Regions from separate parts of the Mus musculus genome. Here region 1 is linked to region 2. A link is a contact called in public promoter capture Hi-C data. All regions are on one chromosome and are shown on one strand. Each heading gives the region's core, a stretch centred on a gene start, on an enhancer-like site or on the middle of the called end of the contact. The rest is flanking DNA. Distances are from core to core; before and after follow the strand shown.

The links. Promoter capture Hi-C pulls out the DNA fragments that hold promoters and counts their contacts.
Region 1: a promoter capture Hi-C map of liver shows a contact between it and region 2, with 6 times the contacts expected there. The contact joins the promoter of Spata22 here to the enhancer-like site in region 2. A contact is called at or near these places in 3 of 39 promoter capture datasets (hippocampal neurons and liver) and 1 of 115 datasets of contacts at active chromatin or transcription factors (astrocytes).

The regions. Positions count from the first base shown.
Region 1 is chr11:73,328,482-73,331,287 of GRCm38.p6, reverse strand. It overlaps Spata22 (spermatogenesis associated 22), which reads right to left and starts at 1,547. Exons shown (of 9, transcript NM_001045531.1): 1 at 1,513-1,547; 2 at 94-200. The coding sequence starts at 136.
Region 2 is chr11:74,636,797-74,639,601 of GRCm38.p6, reverse strand. Ccdc92b (coiled-coil domain containing 92B) reads right to left here. Exons shown (of 4, transcript NM_001013784.1): 4 at 1-1,644. The coding sequence ends at 1,031. Among named protein-coding and RNA genes, the nearest start is that of Cluh, 11 kb to the left of the region's middle. Within about 2 kb of position 1,476, at least 322 of the 459 cell types and tissues checked have an H3K27ac peak or open chromatin away from gene starts, as enhancers often do. A contact at or near this core is called in astrocytes, hippocampal neurons and liver, where this site is marked.

The DNA.
Region 1 (2,806 bases), core at 298-2,797, 1.3 Mb after region 2:
CTTTAAACCTTCCTTCCCAAATGTTCCTATAAATTATACATGTTTTATGTACGATATGAAAAATACCAAAAACAATTAGATGCTGTTCAATACCTGCTGTACTTCGGGCTGAACTTTCATTTAGATTTCTCTTCATTTTCTTCTGTGTCAAAGCTTTTTGTATTTAGCACTTGACATTTACAGGATGAAGTTAACTAAACCTTAGAAGGAAGAAACATGTAACTCATAGTCATCAACAAGATCAACATTTCAATCAATTAGTGATGGACACTATGGATTAAAATTGTCAAATGTTATCACCTCAGGAACTGTTTTGTGAATAAAAATTTAAAACAGGCCCCATTTTCCCAGTTATGTTCAAACAAATTATGACATGGTTGGATATAAACTTGTTTTCTAAATATATAGAGAGTTTCCACACAGTTTAAGCAATTTATTTCAGAATTCAGGACCCATGATGGGAATTCTGAACCAAAGCTATAAGGGAAACGAATTACAGCACTGGCAAACTTACAGAAACAAATAAAATATTTTTCCATTGTATTTTTTTCTGATTTGAGCTTCTTAATATATTTATATCTTATTATAATTTATTTAATTCAACAAATGTTTGCCCATGAATAAAAAAAAAAAAAAAGGCCAGACACAAACCCAAATAATTTCTACTGCAAATCCACAGCCCAGTGAGCCAGACTGATGTTCACACAGGTAACAGTGCAATCAAAGAGGTAAACATTAGCGTCCAAATATCATTTGCAAAAGTAAAACTCAAAAACACTGAAACACCAGCTCATCCTAAGCCTAAGAGGACTTACAGAAGCTTAATACCTTAAATATCCTAAACCTATGGCATGTGAGATAGAATTCATACGACCCAGACTTGCCTCAAACTTCTGATCCTCCCATCTCTACCACCCAAGCGCTGGGACTGCAGAGGCAGGCCACTTATGCCTCGCTCACAAATGCGTGAAAGTGCACTATCATCTTCCTGGGCCAGTAAACTCTGATGATCTGAGCCCAGCTTCCAAGAGAACCGGTTTCAGCTGGACCAGGGGTGGGCTGATGGGAATGGGGTGACTGGGGTGGCGGGGGTACGGGTGACAGGAGCAGGGTGGTCGGGATGACAGGCGTGGTGGAAGCAGGGGTGGCGGAGGCAGAGTGGCGGGGGCAGAGTTGGAGGGACTGGGGTGACCGGGATGGCAGGGGCTATGGGAGCAGGGATGATGGAGGTGGGGTGGTGGGGCAGGTTTGGGGTCAGAGAGAGAGGTAACTATCCAACTCACTGCCAAGCCTGCCCTAAGATCACCGTGGCCTCAAGCAGAGGCCACACAGGGCCTCTTTGAGGCCTCCTTAAAGGAGGGGAGCGATTTTTCAGTCAAAATTCGTCTTCCCTTCCAACACCCCCCTCCCGCCTGACACAGCCACTCATGGGGCCGTTTTAGGTCAACAAACGGTATTTCCCTCCATGAATCCCCGGCCAACACCATGTACAAAGAGAGCCCTCAAGTTAACCTCGCCTCCTTCAGCAGGCAGCCACGCGGAACTTCCCGCCTCTGAAAACCCGCGGGAGGCTTTGCGCAGGCGCACCAATCCTGAAGCTCAGTGCGCAGGCGCTCTGGAGCACCTGCGCTACTAACCACGCAAGCAAGCGCGGGGCAGGGGTGGCGGGGAGAGCGGCGAGGGGGCAAGGCCTCGCGAGAGTTAAAGGAACGGGACCAACTTGCTGTTTTCTGCCCATAAAGGCAAAAGCGACGCCCTTTGCCTTGTCGCTTGTGAGGTACAAAGCCGGCTCGGGCATGGCTCTACCTCTTTAGCTGTTTTGTCCACAGACAGAAACCTGTTCTGGTTATGGATGAGGCAGAAAGAGCTCCCCAGCTCAGCCTTGCTACACCCCCGTGGCATCAGAAAATCATGGCCTCCCTTTCCCTTCCTCCTTGCCCATTTCCTAGACAAAAGTTTTCTAAGATGCTGCTGACATCCTAGACTGTGTCTAAAGAGAATCATTCCCAAGGCAGCAAAACAAGGTATGTCTTGCCTAATGTGACCACACGTCTGCCATGGGTCAGGCAGGAGACCTGTGGGAGAACTGAGACCAGTTTTAAAATGACTCCCAATCCAAAGTAGAGAACAGGCGGGCAGGACTGGTGCTGCCATTGTTAAGGAGAGCAAACGAGCACGTGGGCCACAGAGGTCTACAAAGGAAGCAGGGTGGTATGAGGCTCTGAGCTCCTCCCTATATAAGGAACAATTGGAGAGGTGAACAAACTCATTAAGTTGGTAGCTTTTCTTGATTTTTCTTCAGCCTTTCACATATGGGTAGAAGCCATTTTTTGGAATAATTTCAAAAAGTCTCATTTGTAATTCCCAGTTTCTGAATTCTTACAAAGCATTCATTTTTAACACTGTTGTTAGATTCACAGAGACAGCCTCCTGTCAAGAGAAGCTTCTGTCACAGAAGCCTGACTGGAAAACATGGGGAGTTCTTGGCTCTGTGACTTTGAGCATGTGATGTCTACATTTCCTTCCTTGATAAAATAGCAATAACAATATTTACTTAATTGCCTTAAGATATTAAAAGAGATATTAAATGGGTCCAGCACATAATGTGTGCTCAATAAAAGTTAATTCCTGCTTCCAGCGGTGGCTGCTATTTTGGAAGTATAGACTAGCTAGTTACAGTATAGCTACTTAGAATAGATATCTTTGCTAAAAGACCATGTCCTCTTATTTCCCTGTCTTCTGGCTATCCAACATAACTGAAGGGAAGTAGAAAGGGCTGCTGTGGAGAGATGTTTATTAGTAAATG
Region 2 (2,805 bases), core at 227-2,726:
GGGAAGGGGTCACCATTCTGTTTACCACTCCCAACAGCAGAGGAGCACCCCATTATCAGCAGGTTCTACAGGCTTAGGGGCCTTTCCAGGGATGGGTACCACCAAGGACTAACCACTTTACTTTGTTCCCCAGAAAAATCAAGTTTCTATGAATAGCTGCCACTTCCAAGAAGCCGGGCTCTCCTTCCTGCCTCTGGGTGCAGCCAGCTGTTTGGAAAGCTGGGCAAGATTAGCACCTCTAACAGGACTGGGAAGTCTCTAAGGTGGCCTCAGGAACAGAAGGGTAAGAGGCCCTTCTACCCTTGCCAAGACAAATCTGTGCCCCAGCTTGCCTATCTCCAATCTCCTGCACCCCTGCATGACAAACCTGGGAAGAACCAATCAGGTCCTCTTCCACGACTGGCTTCAAGGGTCTAGCCTTGCTGTTCTCTGTAATCACTGCCACCAGGAACACCTCAGCTCTGAGAGGGCGTGACTTCTAAAATAGATTCTAAAGTGTTCCGTGCTCACCTTCAAGGACTTATCAGTGGGGTGGGGAGTAGCTACTTCTGAGTACGCGAGCCAGCTCCTAAGCTTGCCTCTCCCGAGCAAAAGGCTGGGCAGGGCTGGGGGGTGGGGGGTAGTGGGAGGTGGAGAAAGCAGGGAAGGGGAGCTTGAGGGCCTAGCAGTGCCAAGTGCCACCGTGTTCCTTCCAGTAGGCAGACTTAGACTTCTCCCGCCCTACAAGGGATTGTCAGCTTTCCAAGGACAGACAGGACTCCACTCCACCCCCCGCAGGGGAGTGGGGACACACACACACACAGATTAGGGTCATTACTGCCAGTCCACCACAAAAAAGGTGCATTGCTTTGGCGTTCCCTCTGCAAAGGAGCTCCCTCTCCGGAGAAGACAATTCATCTCTGGAAACACACAAGCGGGGGCGGCTCTAGTGAGTGGCCGAGCTGGGGCGGATCGGCCGGCTGGACTCCGCCCCATCCCTGATCCAGCCTGGCCCGGCCTGCTTTCCCTGTTGCCAAGGCCTGCCCAGCGCCTACTCAGGATCCCCTGGGGCGCTGGGCGTGGCGACTGCGCTCTCGCTGGGCCCAGGGTGCGGGTCGCCTTGGTACAGGGGCTCCTGGTGTGGCACGGGGTGCGGGGCATCTTGGTCCGGCATCTCCTGGCGTAGCAGAGGGCGAGGACCACGGGCGCCGGGCCGCGGCGGCCTCCGTGGGTAGAGAAAGAGCGCGGGGTCCGGCATGGGATCGGCGTCTTCCCAGGTCGCCCAGTCCCGGCTCGGACCCTTGGCAGCCGCCTCCGGAGGGCGGCGGGCCCGTTGTGCACGCCGGCGGACCCGGGGCTCCGCGGCCGCGGCGCCAGAGCGGGGGCCCTGCAGTCTCTGGCGCGCGGCGTGCAGCTGGCAGGAGAGGTAGGCGGCCGCTTCGGTGTGCTTCTGCAGCTCGGTGCCCAGCACCGTGGCGCGATGGCTGCGGCGCCGCAGCTCCTCCAGAAAGCGGCGCTCCTCCGAGCGCAGGCTGCAGCGCAGCGCGGACACCAGCGCCTCCCGCTGTGCCACCTCCCGCCGCAGCTCCTCGTTGGCCGCCGCCCGTGCCTCCAGCTGCGACTCTAGCGCGCGGCACTTGTCCTCCAGCTCTCGGGACGCCTCTTCTGTGGAGAAGGGAAAAATAAGGCGATGGTGCTCTCAAAGGCGTGAAACATATCCCAGCTGGCCCAGAGGCCATTCCTGCTCTTCCGCCTCAAACATTCATATGTTTTCATGAAGCATACGGCGCAGCGTAGTAAATAATCATAAACAAATGTCAGGTCTCCAGTGTGACATGTGTCAGAAAGACAAATTAATATTCTGATTCTAAGGGTGGAGGTGATGCCATCAGCGAAGGCTTCAGGGCAAGAGGGGCTTGAGAGCTAGGATGAACAGACCCTCCACTGGAGAAGGGTACTCCTGGAGGGAGAGCGGCTTGTGCAAAAGCCTTGTGATCGGAAGACATGGTAACAGCAGGGGCTGAGTAGCAGAAGGTGTGCTCAGGAGGTAGTGGGTGGCTGTGCTCTTTCCTCCACAAAGCACAGATGCCATTTTGGGAGTTTTTTTGCTGACCGGTCTAACCCAGAACCTCTGGAATTGGTCCTAGAAATGGCACTGCTGAGGCATCCCTAGGTGATCATGCAGAATCAGAGATGAGGACCCCTCCCCTTCTGAACTTTACTCCCCATCTATACCCTGGGATTTCAGAGGCAAAGGGGAATATGTTCCTTATACAGCAGTGGCTTGAGCTCTGGTGACCCCAAAAACCTTTCCAGAGGAAAGCTAGTATTAAGTCATGTACCTCCTTGTGAGTGTGTGCCCCCTTCCTTCAAGCACAGAGACACCAAGAAGTGTCCCATGAGTGCTATATGAAGAAGCAGGCAGAATCCATTCAAGTCTAAGAGTTCCCATGTACCCTAGCTTATCTTCAGCTTCACGAAGCAATCTATAGGATTTACAACATTTTAGCTTAGGGATTCTTTAATCCCAGCACTTGGGAGGCAGAGGCAGGCGGATTTCTGAGTTCGAGGCCAGCCTGGTCTACAGAGTGAGTTCCAGGACAGCCAGGGCTACACAGAGAAACTTTGTCTCGAAAAAACCAAAACCAAAAAAAAAAAAAAAAAAAAAAAAGAAGCCGGGCATGGTGGCGCACGCCTTTAATCCCAGCACTCGGGAGGCAGAGGCAGGCGGATTTCTGAGTTCGAGGCCAGCCTGGTCTACAGAGTGAGTTCCAGGACAGCCAGAGCTATACAGAGAAACCCTGTCTCAAAAAAAAAAAACAAAAA